Regions from separate parts of the Mus musculus genome. Here all the other regions are linked to region 3. A link is a contact called in public Hi-C, HiCAR-type and Micro-C data. All regions are on one chromosome and are shown on one strand. Each heading gives the region's core, a stretch centred on a gene start, on an enhancer-like site or on the middle of the called end of the contact. The rest is flanking DNA. Distances are from core to core; before and after follow the strand shown. Region 1 overlaps F13a1 (coagulation factor XIII, A1 subunit). Region 2 overlaps F13a1 (coagulation factor XIII, A1 subunit). Region 3 has its middle 21 kb from the start of Gm40913. Region 4 has its middle 9.9 kb from the start of Gm30489. Region 5 overlaps F13a1 (coagulation factor XIII, A1 subunit).

The links. A called contact is a pair of places that touch in the nucleus more often than the background predicts. HiCAR-type assays count read pairs that join an accessible place to other places.
Region 1: a contact with region 3 is called in a Hi-C map of bone marrow-derived macrophages, with 15 read pairs. The contact joins two enhancer-like sites. A contact is called at or near these places in 5 of 39 promoter capture datasets (the 3T3-L1 cell line, embryonic stem cells, hematopoietic stem and progenitor cells and 2 more), 4 of 484 Hi-C or Micro-C datasets (the HL-1 cell line, the N1E-115 cell line, bone marrow-derived macrophages and 1 more), 3 of 115 datasets of contacts at active chromatin or transcription factors (embryonic stem cells and neural progenitor cells) and 2 of 9 other capture datasets (adipose tissue and embryonic stem cells).
Region 2: a Hi-C map of the N1E-115 cell line shows a contact between it and region 3, with 7 times the contacts expected there. The contact joins two enhancer-like sites. A contact is called at or near these places in 4 of 484 Hi-C or Micro-C datasets (the HL-1 cell line, the N1E-115 cell line, bone marrow-derived macrophages and 1 more), 5 of 115 datasets of contacts at active chromatin or transcription factors (bone marrow-derived macrophages, embryonic stem cells, neural tube and 1 more) and 2 of 9 other capture datasets (embryonic stem cells and macrophages).
Region 4: a HiCAR-type map of Th17 cells shows a contact between it and region 3, with 7 times the contacts expected there. The contact joins two enhancer-like sites. A contact is called at or near these places in 2 of 15 datasets of contacts at CTCF or cohesin (both in the NIH/3T3 cell line), 4 of 484 Hi-C or Micro-C datasets (CD4 T cells, CD8 T cells, Th1 cells and 1 more), 12 of 115 datasets of contacts at active chromatin or transcription factors (CD8 T cells, Th17 cells, Th2 cells and 9 more) and 1 of 9 other capture datasets (embryonic stem cells).
Region 5: a Micro-C map of granulosa cells shows a contact between it and region 3, with 2.9 times the contacts expected there. The contact joins two enhancer-like sites. A contact is called at or near these places in 2 of 15 datasets of contacts at CTCF or cohesin (CD8 T cells and the NIH/3T3 cell line), 10 of 484 Hi-C or Micro-C datasets (CD8 T cells, Sertoli cells, Th1 cells and 7 more), 7 of 115 datasets of contacts at active chromatin or transcription factors (CD8 T cells, astrocytes, bone marrow-derived macrophages and 3 more) and 1 of 9 other capture datasets (embryonic stem cells).

The regions. Positions count from the first base shown.
Region 1 is chr13:37,033,623-37,036,322 of GRCm38.p6, reverse strand. All of the region lies in intron 2 of F13a1 (coagulation factor XIII, A1 subunit), which reads left to right. Among named protein-coding and RNA genes, the nearest start is that of F13a1, 14 kb to the left of the region's middle. Within about 2 kb of position 1,417, at least 1 of the 459 cell types and tissues checked has an H3K27ac peak or open chromatin away from gene starts, as enhancers often do. A contact at or near this core is called in bone marrow-derived macrophages, where this site is marked.
Region 2 is chr13:36,914,625-36,917,324 of GRCm38.p6, reverse strand. F13a1 (coagulation factor XIII, A1 subunit) reads left to right here. Exons shown (of 15, transcript NM_028784.3): 10 at 373-461. All of the region lies in intron 3 of Gm30489 (a long non-coding RNA gene), which reads right to left. Among named protein-coding and RNA genes, the nearest start is that of Gm30240, 73 kb to the left of the region's middle. Within about 2 kb of position 1,369, at least 1 of the 459 cell types and tissues checked has an H3K27ac peak or open chromatin away from gene starts, as enhancers often do. A contact at or near this core is called in the N1E-115 cell line, where this site is marked.
Region 3 is chr13:37,311,279-37,313,978 of GRCm38.p6, reverse strand. No RefSeq gene overlaps it. Among named protein-coding and RNA genes, the nearest start is that of Gm40913, 21 kb to the left of the region's middle. RefSeq lists an enhancer at 169-2,700. Within about 2 kb of position 1,263, at least 95 of the 459 cell types and tissues checked have an H3K27ac peak or open chromatin away from gene starts, as enhancers often do. A contact at or near this core is called in the N1E-115 cell line, Th1 cells, Th17 cells and 3 more, where this site is marked.
Region 4 is chr13:36,812,767-36,815,466 of GRCm38.p6, reverse strand. No RefSeq gene overlaps it. Among named protein-coding and RNA genes, the nearest start is that of Gm30489, 9.9 kb to the left of the region's middle. Within about 2 kb of position 1,361, at least 11 of the 459 cell types and tissues checked have an H3K27ac peak or open chromatin away from gene starts, as enhancers often do. A contact at or near this core is called in Th1 cells, Th17 cells and regulatory T cells, where this site is marked.
Region 5 is chr13:36,940,693-36,943,392 of GRCm38.p6, reverse strand. All of the region lies in intron 8 of F13a1 (coagulation factor XIII, A1 subunit), which reads left to right. The region is part of intron 3 of Gm30489 (a long non-coding RNA gene); the gene reads right to left. Among named protein-coding and RNA genes, the nearest start is that of Gm30240, 47 kb to the left of the region's middle. Within about 2 kb of position 1,267, at least 9 of the 459 cell types and tissues checked have an H3K27ac peak or open chromatin away from gene starts, as enhancers often do. A contact at or near this core is called in granulosa cells and regulatory T cells, where this site is marked.

The DNA.
Region 1 (2,700 bases), core at 168-2,667, 280 kb after region 3:
AAGACTTTTAATCCTAGCACTTAGGAGATGGCAGCAGAAAGATAAGAGATGAGTCCAAGGCTAGTTTTGGGGAATAGGAGATTCTTTCTCTCAATAAAATAAAAATAATGAATAAAAGCAAGGGCCAAGCCAAGTGTGGTAGTGCAAGCTTGAAATGTCTGTATATGGGAGGTTGGGAATCATGATTTTCTGAACAGTCTGTACTACATACAGATGATGTAGACCACATGTCAAATGAAGAAGAAGCAGCGGGCTAGAGAGATGACTTCCTGGGTTAGGGAGCTTGGTGGACAATCATGGGTACTAGATCCTAGTGCCCATGTAGCTCATTAGGCATCCTACACACTCCTGTAACCCCAGATCTTAAGATGAGAGGAGACAGGAGGATTGATGAGTTTGTCTGTTTCCAACCTAACTGAGAAAACTTGAACCTCAGCTTCAGGGAGAGACCCTGCCTTAAAATACATACACAGGAATACATACCACCACCCCCTCCCACACCCCACACCCTGACACCACCTGGAAGGGAAAAGAATAAATACATCTCTTTTAAAAGATGAAGGAATAAAGGATGAAGAGTACATGGAAGATTGTTTTCAAAAGTGGTGAGAATTGGCTGAAGGACAAAAAAGACAAGCCTTAAAAACTTGGCAGGGGTCACGCTACAATAAGCATTGAAGACTCTACTGTCCTTCCATCCCACAGAACATAGGGGACTTGCTGTGGACTCTCAATAGCAGATTTATGTTCTATAAAAGTAACTCTCATGGTGAAGAGAAAATTGACAGAAGATATTTTCAGGCTAGAGCAGAGGTAGACTAGAAGGTCTTCAGCCCTGGAGAAGGTGTGAGTCTCATTTCTTTTGTTCTAAGATTTCTGAAGCATTTAAGGCTATAAGACATTTAAGTAGCCACAGTTTAAATAATAGCTTCTGAAGAAAAATGTCTTTAATTGTTCTAATTATACTTTCTCCTCCTGAGTCGCCAAAAGATGTGTGAGAAAAAGTCTTCCTGTGGTTCTTTCCACCATAAACAGACCTACTTCCTCGTGCATAGCGTTAATGCCTATAGCTTAGTAATAATGTTACCAAAAATTGCAAGGAGAACTCAGCTCACCAGGGAATTCCTAGAATATGAACCTAAACATTTAACTTATTTCAAGATCCCATCTGTGACAGGTATAATCATTCTCAGAAGAATATTTTTGCAACCCAGGGAGAAGATAATTCACTTTTTTTCATATTAGGGAGAGAGTAGGAGGACAGGGAAGCCGCTGACTCTCGGGGAGAAACATTCTTTCTTTAACAGCCCATTTTCTGATGTGTTTGGAATTAGACTAAATTGTGTTAGGTAGACTTTTTGAAAGCTGTCACTTTGAAAGGGCAAGCTGCCAAGTTCCTAGCCATAATATAACTTAAAAAAAAAAAAAAAAGAAGAAGTGGCTTCCCAGAGAGCTGTTCCATTTTGCTAGGAGCTGGGCTTGGGCAGGGAGATGTGAATTCATTTGCTGCTTGTGGTGAACGAGCCCTAAATGCTAAGAAGGCTCTCTCTATCTAAGTTATGTCTTGTTAGGTCAATAAGCAAAGTACAATCCGTCCACCAGCTAAACTGATGATTTCTGAGTGCCATACACTTGGGGAGGAGCATGACTAGGCAAGGGGGTACTAGAATGCCTTAGGCTATTTTTATACCTATGTCCATGTTTCTTGGTAACCAAATGTGTTCCTTGTTACAAGGATTCTGTTTCTGTCTTGCTTTGTGTTTGACTATCCATGAACAACCAGAGAAATGCCATCCATTTAGTGACATTGCAGACCTTACCTCCTTCCCCAACACTGACTTTCAGTGCTGGGATTTGGATGTAGTTTGTCCGCAAAGGTTCGTATGCTAAAACTTAGTCTCTGTGTGGTGAACTGAGAGGCAGGGCCTACTGAAAGGTCCTGATGTGTGTGAGTGGGGGGGGGGTGCCCTTGGAAGAGATTAAAGTCCTCCCTATGGGACCCCTGAGCTAGTTCTCACCAAAGTGGGTTTTTACAAAAGATAGAGCCTGGCCATAAATCACTCTCTGTAGGCCTGGTCATGAGATCTCTTTCTCTTTTGTCAAGCTTCTGCCTTTATGATGCTATGTGCCACACAGCATGAGGTGTTGTTCAGGTCCCTCAACAGAGACAGAATATGTGGCTTAAACTGTTAGCATCTAACTACCTTATTGCTCTTCTCTCCTTTCTTCTCTTTTCTCTCTCTTCTCTTCCCCTCTCTTCTCCTTCCCTCCCCTCTGTCTCCCCCTCTTCTTTCCCCCTCTTCTCTCTCCTCCCCAATCTCTCCTCCATCTCCCTGCTCCCCTTTCCTCTCCTCCCCTCTCTTCTCCCCTCTCCTCCCTTCTTCTTCCTCTCCTTTCCTCTCCATCTCCTTCCTCCCTTTTTGTCCTCTCCTTTCCTCATCTCTCCTTCCTCTCCTCCTTCCCCTTTCCTCTTCTCTTTCTCCTTCCCTCTTCTCTTCTTTTCTTTCCTTCCCTCCTCCTTGTCCTCCGTTCCTTCTTCCCTTTCTCTCTTCTCATCTCCTTCTTTTTCTTCACAAAAATCCAGTCTCAGTCATTTCTTACAGTAATGAGAAACAGATTAAAACACCTAGTGATTCCACTGAACCATTAGAAGCTTACTTTGAAGAGACAGGAACATGGCTGTCATTTTCTATTTCCAGA
Region 2 (2,700 bases), core at 120-2,619, 400 kb after region 3:
ATTTTCCCAGCTAAGGTTTTCCTCCCATAAATAAATAAATAAATAAATGCTAACCAGGATAGGTACCAGCTGATACATAGCTTAGTGCATATGGTTGCAGTCAACTGAACAGAATTAGGAAAACTATTGTCCCCATATTCTTTTCCTCTCTGTCACATTCAGGATTGGGTTAGCCTTCCTAGTAGAACCCTATTGACGACACACATCAGTCATCTGTCTCCTGTAGCCAGTGAAAGCATTTAGGCAAAGTCAGTGGTGAAGCTGGGGAGTACTGGTGTCTGTAGGCTGCCTAAGTGCTGTGTGCTGTCCTGTGGATGGGCAGAATTGAAAACTACAAATTCACACTGCCTTCCTCTTTGTTGTGTGCTACAGGCATGTACCGCTGTGGCCCTGCCTCTGTCCAAGCCGTTAAGCATGGCCATGTCTGCTTCCAGTTTGATGCCCCGTTTGTTTTTGCAGAGGTAAGTGGAAAGCTGGAGGCAAGTGCCAATTTTCCACCACTGTCTCTTAACACACTGAAGAGTTAGACACCAGGTTGCTACTTCTCGATTTCCCAGGTACATCGAGTATGCTTCCTGTCAACCAGACATCTTTCCAGCCTCGGGTTTTTTAAATGCTAAACGCAATTCCTACTTAACGCTTTCCTGTCTTAGACTTTTGAGGTTGTATTTCTACTAAAAGCAAGAGATTTGCAAACCTGAGTTTAGTTCTGGGCACCTAGGAACTGACGAGGATAATTCTGAAGACATCAAATGATGAAGTGGATCGATCACTCAACTAAAGCTCAGTAAAAAGTGGCCTTGCTGTGGCAGTTTCAGAGTATGTAACTCCCATCTAAGACTGACCCAGAAGTACACAAAAATCAATACACACACTACCACCATCACCAGCAGCACCACCAGCAGCACCAATAGCAGGCAAAAAGAGAAGGAAAGGTATAAAGTGCTACTCAAGTAGAGAAATTTTGACCACTTAAGGGGTTGATAAAGATGTTAAGTAAAGGGTCTAAGATGCCAGAATAATAGGGCAGGAGCTTGAAGGACAGGAAACAGCTAATTAAATCAGGGTGAGAGACGTCGGGTAAAGGAGAATCCTGGGAGTCTCTTGGGGATGAGGGTATTAAAGGCTGAGATGTAGAACTCCTTTGAGGTGTATGTACAGCAATCAACACGGGAAGGGTTCGCTCCTGTATCCAGCAATCACTCTGCCTGCCACTTGATGCTCATAGAAATCCTTTTAAAGTGAGTACTATCAGTTTCCCCGTTGAACTGAAAAGAAAATCAGGGCGAGGTAAAGCAGAGAGACTAATATCCTTTCCCCAGTAATGTAGCTAATAAAGAGCTGTGCTGAATTTTGAAACCGAGTGGGCACTTGAGTTTAGCCGGGCAGTCACTCTGGAAGGACTATGTATCTCCTGTTAGCTCACACCAGGGAAGGCTACGGGGGGAGCTCTGAGGCCCAGGGCCTTGGGATGGATCATCCTTGGGTGGGAATATGTCAGTAAATCAATCCACACATCAGTAGTGAAATGTGGTAATACCAAGAACACTTGTAGCTATCGTATGAGCAATACAGTCAGCATAAGATTGCATTCATACATGGAGATGCACTCATTAAGAAAAAAAAAGAGCCAGAAACTGAAAGATAGCAAACACCCTAATACTCTAAGGCAGGAAGTAGCTTGGCAACCATGATTCCCTGTGTAAGTAGAGATGGCTCCTGACCCGTGATATCTCCACTTACAATCTTTAAACCTTATAATGGTGCAAAGGAATGGTACAAATTCAATAGAAACCACACTTTGGGTTTGGAATTAGGATCTCTTCCTGGGATAAACACACATGGTCAGATCCTCTCAGATGATACTGGGTGGCAGCAAGCTGCAGCTCCCAGTCAGCCCCATAACCACAGGGAAAAGAACAAACACCTACAGTGTGTCCTGCCATTCAGCTAAGATGTCCTGTAGGGAAAGGATAAGAACTGTTTCTTCGGCTAATCAAATCTTCTATATGTCATCAATTTAATCAAAATGTAATCTTATCAAAAGCCAAAGAGCATTTGCCTTTGGATATGACCCTAGTTCTAAGAGCAGAGTGCTTTGGGCTTACAGGGGATGGAGCAATGGTTATTCAGACATTTAGACAGCAGAAATCACAGAAGGACTGCACTCTATCTGCTATTGTGGTTTCTAGATGCCTCTAGAAGCCTCCAGAGAGCAGCCTTACAGTGCTTGGAGTTTTATCCATTTGATTTTGTTTTGAGATTGAAAATCTGTACAAGTCTCCCCTGCCCTCATCTGACAGTTTATGACACTCCGAGAATCTCTTCATGGGAGATGGCTCTGAAACCCATGTAGCTTTCTTTTTATACTTTTATTGTGCTTTATTGCTACCGAGGAGAGCGGGTGGCCCTCCTTGCAGTGGTGAAGGTCCTAATAGCTGTTAATGCAAGCGCTTTTTGCTGTTATTAAATATAGATCAGGGTGTTAGGAATGTCATCAGGCTATGCAGATAATTGCTCCTCTCTCGCGGCTGCAGAGGCTTCTTTGCTGTGCAGGCTGTTTGTTGCCTGAGTTTGGGCTGGGCTCCAGGTTCGAGCTATTTGTCAGAGATGTATAAGCTGCCTAAAAAGCACCCGAGGTGTCTTCTCTCAAGAGGTGCTCGCTAGGACCGCAAAGGGGTGAGCAGGCAACTTTAGCAT
Region 3 (2,700 bases), core at 14-2,513:
CTTACTATTCCCTTTCTTGTGTATACAATATGTATTCACATATATAGTCATATATATATTTATTCTTGTACACACACACATATATAAAATGCATTCAGTATTTTTATCCATTCTTCTGAGAATGCTAGTAGCCATTCTTTCTGTACATTTTCTTAGGGGCTTCTTCTTCCCCACCCCTGTTTACTTGCAGGCAGTAGTTTGTGTTGCAGGTAAAAGCAGATACACAGGGTTTGCAAAAGATGAAAGGTTTTTTTTGTTTTGTTTTGTTTTGTGTTTTTGTTTTCTTGTTTTTCCTCCTCCGAAGTAAGAGAGAATAAAAGGCCAGGCAGTGACACAACTACTTTAAGGTAGAAGAGGCAACATTGAGGAGCAAGAGTGTCTGGAAAGTGGGAGGATCTGCTTCTGAACTAGCCAAGTATTGTACAGACACAAAGCTAAAGAGGAGAAGAAACTGAGAAGATCTGCAGTGCAGGAATCAACGCCGGCTCACCATCAAGCGGCACTGCGGTCTCACCTGAACCTTCAATGTGCAGCCAGCCCACTCAGCGACCTCAGGCCACCCTTTCTTCTTAGCCTTGGGTGGGACGAGGGGCAAGGCAGAATGGTGCTTGCTGTCAGTTGTTGGCTAGAGCTAAGGTGAGGGGCAAAGTGTTGAGGGATGCTGAGGACAGAAGTACAGAGGAGCAAGGGAGCTGGCTTTTCTATCCAGATCTGGTAAAGCAAAGAACAGAGGAGTGACTAAGGGAGCCAGGGAGATGCCTCTGAAGATGGGACCCTATGCTTATAGGCAGTGTGAAGCCTGTTCCTTAGTCTTGAAGGAATGGAAACTCAGAAGAATGCAAGCGGGCTCTGAACACACAGATGATTCTGCAGTTGAATTCCGGAGGGAGAAACACCTCGGGGAGGGGCTGTCAAGTGAACAACTTAGACGGACCCAGGAAAGATCACATAAGGAGTCCTGCTTCAAGACTGTCAAAGCCATTGGGTCTTTTAGGTTTAAATTCAATTCTGCAATGGGGTGAAATGTAAGGTATTAGTTTTAGGAAGGACCCTTGCTTACTTGGTGATTCACCTGTGAATAACAGCAAAACCCCAAATCCGAGAAACAATGCATCAGGCAATACTAGATCCGCAGCCAGCCAGCATCCCGCCCCTCAAGAAAAAAATTGCAGACCATGACATCATTCCTCTGGTCTCCCCACACCTGCTCGAGTCCCTCGATGATACCACCAGATGGCGATGTTGGCCTAAGTTGTAGTACATTCTCTAGTCCTGGGAAAGCCTGACCTGAATATAAAACTTCCCTAATCACCACATTTGATTCCCCAGCAGAACAGCACAAAAAAACCTACTGCGGATTCCAAAGAGGCCAACATGGCATCTCACTACATTGCGTGGTCCGCAGACCAGACATCGGTGCATATTAAAGTGTGATTGCAAGAAAACAACTTTAAAATTCAGAGTCCAGGAGTGGCCCCCCGCTCCCCCGCCTCCCGCGCCTAGTCTCGCTTTGCGCTCCCTACCCCCACCCACGGTCCAGCAATCTCGGACGTGAGGCTTTTCTGCAGCCGCAGCGGCATGGCTGGCAGTGTGGCGCGGAGGTGGCAAGCTCTAGGGACCCACGCAGCGTCTGTCTGTGCAGTGCCCAGATGGCAGGGGCTGGAGAGGCCTCCAGAAACCTGCAACTCAGTAGCATTTCCCCAACTGGATCTCTGTCATCCTCCCAGGCCACCCCAGCTCAAGAGAACCTACCCCATCCAGAACTTCAGGAGGCAGCTTGGGGCCAGCAAAGGTGGGAGGTGGTGGCATGAAAGTAAGGTCTAGTTAGGATGACCAGTCTCCAGGGTTAGAAGTTTTATAGCTTACAGGGCTTCCACGATCCCAGGTGCCCACCCAATTGGTATTGCTTCCACTAGTAGGTCGCGCCTTGTGTAGGACAGTGTATGATGGGCAAGATGGACCGCAGGCGCCTGCTAGAGAGTGACACTCTGGCTCCCAGTAGCTTGCACCAAAAGGTCCGATGACTGTCTCTGGTCCCCAGCAGTCAAACCTCGGTGGTACTTCTAGGCCTCATAGGCGCGTGCTCATGGCGCACGCACAAAGCCCAGCGGTGCAGTGCTCCCCGGCAGGCCTGGGCTGGCCCCCTCGAAGCGACCAGACGGTGTCTCACAGCGGGCTTGTCCCCGCCGAGGTCATCTGCTAGGCGCAGCTGGGCCGCGGAAAGTAAGAAGCTGATGAATTTTTCATCGCGATTCCCTTGGCTGTCGATCTGAAGGCAGTTTCTGGGGCAGCAGCCTTTAAGGACCTGTCTGTGCCAAGGGCAGCCCCTCCCCCACCGCTCTAATTACTGATAGACAGGAGAAGCTGGTCCCAGGTCCCCTCCTGCTCCTCCAGGGCGTGTCCTGGTCCCTCTGGCTTTGTTTGATTTCTGAGCATTGGGCGAGTGGGAAAGGAGGGATGAGGAAGAGCGCCTGTCTAGTTTAATAGCATGTGTAGACAACCTGCCTGGAAAAAGGAACACAGAGGTGCTCAGCTCTGACCTCCAGGAGTTTGCAGGGATCTGCGGGGATAAACTCACAAAATGGAGATGAAAGAGTCTAATGTGGGCCAAGGGCCGGGCTAGTGGGGCTGTGAGTGAGACCGGGGCTCAGGGAGAGACATGGGGAAGGGATAAGTTGAAAGGAAAGGACTCCAACACCC
Region 4 (2,700 bases), core at 112-2,611, 500 kb after region 3:
TACAGATATGGTCAGAAGACCTTGCATCACTTCTTTTCCATGCCAGAGAACACTGCTAATTCTTCCATCAATTAAATTAAAATGAATTTTTCTGACTAAGAAGGAATACAGAAAAACCAGGCTCTGTGGACTCCAAAGAACTCCATGTACCTGCCCCCCTTCATGTATTTCACTGTAAACGCATCTCCAACAATGCTGTGATCCTGTGATTCCCTGCTCAGCAGGTGTCTGCAGAAGCCAGTGTACAGAATGTCTCTACTTAGCCAGAGATTTCAAATATTGATAACAACTATCACTCAATGTGCAGAAGGACCTAGCTGGAAGACATTGAGTATTCAGGGAAACGCATAAAGTCAATTGCTAAACTATACTCCACAACTAGACTCTCCTTAAGGGGCCAGTAAATAGAGCAGGTGAGTAATTTTACAACACGAGTAAAAATCATTTCCAATTGTACAGTGAGTATTCTCTGTCATGCTTAGAAATGGTTTCATCATGCCTCCCACAATTGCTTCCTCAAAATCAACCCACAACTTACCCAGTGACTTTTTTGAATGGAAAAAAATGGCCAACCTTGAGCTCTGAATCAAAAGACTAATGTTTCCCCAGGCTTAGGACTCTCTCCACTCCATGGAAAATATCTTAAGAACTTATCTGTTGTCTCATCCTTGACTCCTTCGGCCTCATAAGTTCCATTGTCTCTAAATTTCCATCTTCAGCATCTACACCCCTGTACTACACCCTCTAGTTGAAAAGAATTCCCTTCAAGAGTGAGTATACCAATCCCAGACTCTAGTCTGTGTTCCCTTCCAAACTGCTAAACTCTACTGAGTACATGATCAATCTTTTTGTCTACCTGAAATTTTATCCTTTTTCTCATGTTAGGGGACTTCTGAAAACTAATGAGTTTTGGTGGAGACAGCACCCACATCCTACTCCAATATATTTTAAAAGCCCCCCCCCCATTCTCAGTGAAGATGTCACAGTGTACTCTGAGTCACACAAAGTTCTAAGTCCTATACACTGTTTTATACTCTATTAAGATTATAATCAAATTTAATTTATAAAATTAGGCATAGTAAGAGTAATAACAGCAATCATAGAGCTATTGTAACAATATATTGTAATAAAAGTCATGTAAATGACTTCCTCCCCCCATGCCCTCTCTCCATCATGGGCCCAGTGACAAAGGGTGTATTCACTTTCCTGGAGGCTCAGAGATGAGCAATTTGTGCTCAGGGTGACAAGCAAGAAGTATGAATCTTTGTTTCTGAAACTTTCTATTCCATTCTCAGACCATGGTTGACAGAAACTGCAGCAACCAAAACCACAGGTAGGAAAGACTGCTCTGCTCATTTTCTCAGCTGCCCTTGCAACAAGATGTGACAATGTGGTCTATGCTCCTCTGGGGTGGGTGGCCCTGTCCCTTGTTTCAGAAGTCCTTAGTCCTTCTAAGGAAGCAAGGCTCTCAAGCTTGTCATTCAATGACAGTGACTGCAAAAGGGGTCTCAAGTGCCAGGAGGTCTGGTGTGTGCATACTGCAGGGTCCAAGCCTCAGAGGCAGCCAGGGTAAACTCATGACCCAGAGCTTCTCTCAGGGTGGGAAGTTGAGCCTGGCTCTTCAGATCGCCTCCAAACTCCCAAGTGACTCCACCTTCCACTTCAAAGCTTGATTTTCTTCCAAATAAGAATCCCAATTGACACAATTTTCTATCTATCATCTCAGATCCAACTGTTGTGTAATTGAATTCCATTTTCCCCTCAAACCTGTTACATGCTGGAATGTCCATTTTTGCCTGGTGGCATTACACACACTGGAGCTTCGGAATGATCTCTAGCTTGCTTCACTCTTTCCTCAAGCATCTGTTTAGCCAGATGAAATTGTTGATCTTTCTGGATAATATCTTCCTCATTCATTCCTCCTTTTTCTTTGCTCAAAACCTTCTGTCATCAAGCTAACATTTGTACCAATGCAGAGAGTAGTATCCTACCTATTCTCCCTGCCTTCAACTCCCTCTTTTTTACTATCATTGTTAATAAGTACTAACTGTGCAAATTAATGGAGTGTAGTATAATATTTTGCATATGCATACAACATTGCAGTGATCAAATCAGACCTCCCCTTTTCTATCACTTTCTCCAAACATCCTCCCTTCCACCCTTGCTGATGCCTGATAATCACTGGTATGCGTCCAGTCTTTTTATTATTATTATTATTATTAGATATTTTCTTTATTTACATTTCAAATGCTATCTTGAAAGTTCTCTGTACTCTCCCCCTGCCCAGCTCCCCTACCCACCCACTCCCACTTCTTGGCCCTGGCGTTCCCCTGTACTGGGTCATATAAAGTTTGCAAGACCAAGGGGCCTCTCCTCCCGATGATGGCTGACTAGGCCATCTTCTGCTACATATGCAGCTAGAGACATGAGCTCTGGGGGGTACTGGTTAGTTCATATTGTTGTTCCTCCTATAGGGTTGCAGACCCCTTCACCTCCTTGGGCACTTTCTCTAACTCCTCCACTGGGGATCCTGTTAACTTCCACATATGAGAGAAAGCATACTGTGGTTGTCTTTTGGAATCTTATTTATTTCACTTCATATAAAGTTCTCCACTTCCTTTCATGTCGCTAAAAGGGCATTATTTATTCTTATTTAGAGCTGATAATACTCGTGTGTGTTGTTGTTGTTGCTGTAGTTGT
Region 5 (2,700 bases), core at 18-2,517, 370 kb after region 3:
TCTCCAATTCTTCACCCCACATATTTTTACTTCTGAAATACAGAATGACTCTTTGAGGATAGGGTTAAATCTGGCCTTGACTATGTGCCCAGCTTTCATTTAAAGATCAAGAGGAGGAAAACGCGACATCCCTTCCAAACACCAATGCCATGCATCTTTTACCATTCAGTGCAGTACCAGAAGCTGGCCATCTTATAGGGAGTGTAAGAGCCCGAAGAAGTTGTTGTTTGTGGAGATGCCACCAGTCCAACGTGGCACACTTACATGAGGAGAAACTCCTCTGAATCCAAATGAAGGGACATTTAGGAAACTATATGTGGCGTGAACTTGGGACATGATTTGAGCAGTCACCAAGCATTAACAGGGTGAGATTTCCCAGGCAAAACTGTGTCCTGTGTAGTTAGTTGTTCCTCACGAGTCATGAAGCTAAGGCACTGTCTGTTGTAAAAGCACCCAACTGGGGGTGGTGGGAAGTTACAAGTGCATCCTAAGAAAGTCAAGGTGAGAAGCGTCTGAAACCCTGCATTGTGGGCATGGATTGGCGTTCACTCACCAGGCCCTGAGAGTGGCCACTGGAGAATGCTGAAAGGGGGAAATGGCTGCAGTGGCCCCAACTCACAGCAGCAGGTTACTATGGATAAAATATAAAGCCTCTTGTTTGAAGGAGTGAGTTGAGATAGGGAGCTGGAGGGCATGGGCTGGACAAAGCCTAGCCCATGGAAACTCAACAGCAATTTAAAGAACCATTTAAACCTGTGGAATTACAGCTCACAACCCTGCCCGTCTGGAATGGCCAAAACAGATCAAAACATCAGCCCCTAAAGCCTACTGTCAATGGTAATGGTAGAAAGAGAAGGATTTTGTTTTTGTTTTCTCTGCATCATGACCACACACACACACACACACACACACACACACACACACACACACACACACACAGAGAGAGAGAGAGAGAGAGAGAGAGAGAGAGAGAGACCCTTTATATAGGCAGCATCAGTCTCCTAGGTCCCTATGAGGAACCTGCCATAGTGTATAATGAAATCCTAAATACAGTTGGTATAAAGTCATGGAGTGACTTTCTGACATCTTGTTCTGAATTTTGTTCCCTCTCTCAGAGTCTTCCTGATACCCCCCTAGCACATAAGACCTTGATCCTGGCCTGGTCATCAACATCCTGTGTGTAACCAGTGCTCTGGATTATTCTGCCCTCTCCTGATGAGGCTTGGCAGAGTTTATGTACGGTGACTAGGCACCTCACTGATAGAGGTCTGTGCTACCCCAATTTGAGACATGCCCAGACTCCAAGGACAGGGACAGAAGGTCTCAGTGTCTTGGCTCTACTGAAGGCCAGCTGTGTGACCTTGAGCAAGGCAGAGTTTCTCTGTGCCTCTTTCCTCTTCTAAAGTAGAGATGACAGAAATCCTTGTTTCACTCAGTACAGAGCTGAGTGTAGCAGGTGCCTAATGAACGCTGGCTGCTGGGATCGCCTTCTTTATTAGATGCACAGCTGGAGTCTCGGGGAGGCAATATGTTGCCATCCTCCTGAGTACCTTGAGAAACTCAGAAGAGAGGGGTGCCCAGTGTCCTGAGATGACTGATACTCTTGTGACTTGGGGGGTATTTTAAAAGAAAAGGCAGATAGTTGTCATGCCTGCACAATCACTGGTACGCTTTATAAACTATGTGTGTTCTAAGAAGCCAGACCGTGTCAAGGACTCTCCTTGCTTGAGGGGTTGGTGGAGGCTCTCCAGGACACATCAACCAGAATGTGGACATCACACACACACACACACACACACACACACACACACACACACACAGAGAGAGAGAGAGAGAGAGAGAGAGAGAGAGAGAGAGAGACAGAGACAGAAAGAGACAGAGGGGGGACAGACAGAGGGACAGACAGACAGACAGACAGATGACAAGCTTCATGTTAAGCTATTATTTGATGTTTGGTATTAAGGAAATGATGTCACTTCTCTGAGTTTCAGGGCCCTCATCATCCCAGGAACTACCATTTCCTAGTGGGGTGACTGTGACAAGTAATTAAAGGAGACCATCCACACAAAGCACAGATTGGTCATGTCTAACCAGAAATAGTACACAAATCCGGAATTTCGTGTGTGCATATAGATAATTCCGTGTACCCTCTCATGTGAGACTCACAAACACAATGACATATGCAGAATCACCTTCTGAATGTAGGTGAGATGTGTATGACACATAGGTCAAGTTCAAGCCAAGATTTGGGTTCCACCTCAAAGATACCTAATTAGGTGTATGAAAAGGTTCTAAAATGTGAAAAGATCCAGGGCAGTTTGGTGTTGGTATCGTGTTCTCAGTCTGTACCAACTAATGGCAGCTCTGACGCTGATTACAGCAATGCTTGCCAGTGGTGGAAAGAAAGGCTTATCCGGGGCTTGGGGGTGAGAAACTATTGCTAGGCAGAGGCTCAAGCATGGATAGAAATGGTTACTGGACCTAGGCTGACTACCCAGAGGTCACTCTTGGCCTAGTTGTCTGTTGCAGTTCTGAGGAGAAATGGCTCTCACCCAGCCCTACCCTCAGTAGGCTCTGCTGCTTCCATCAAAGGATCCTACCCCACCTGACTCCTCACACTTCGGTCCCATTGTTCACGGTCTGTGCTAAGCTGATCTGTCCATTTAGGTCTCAATGACCCAGGACATCTCCCCTTTCAGA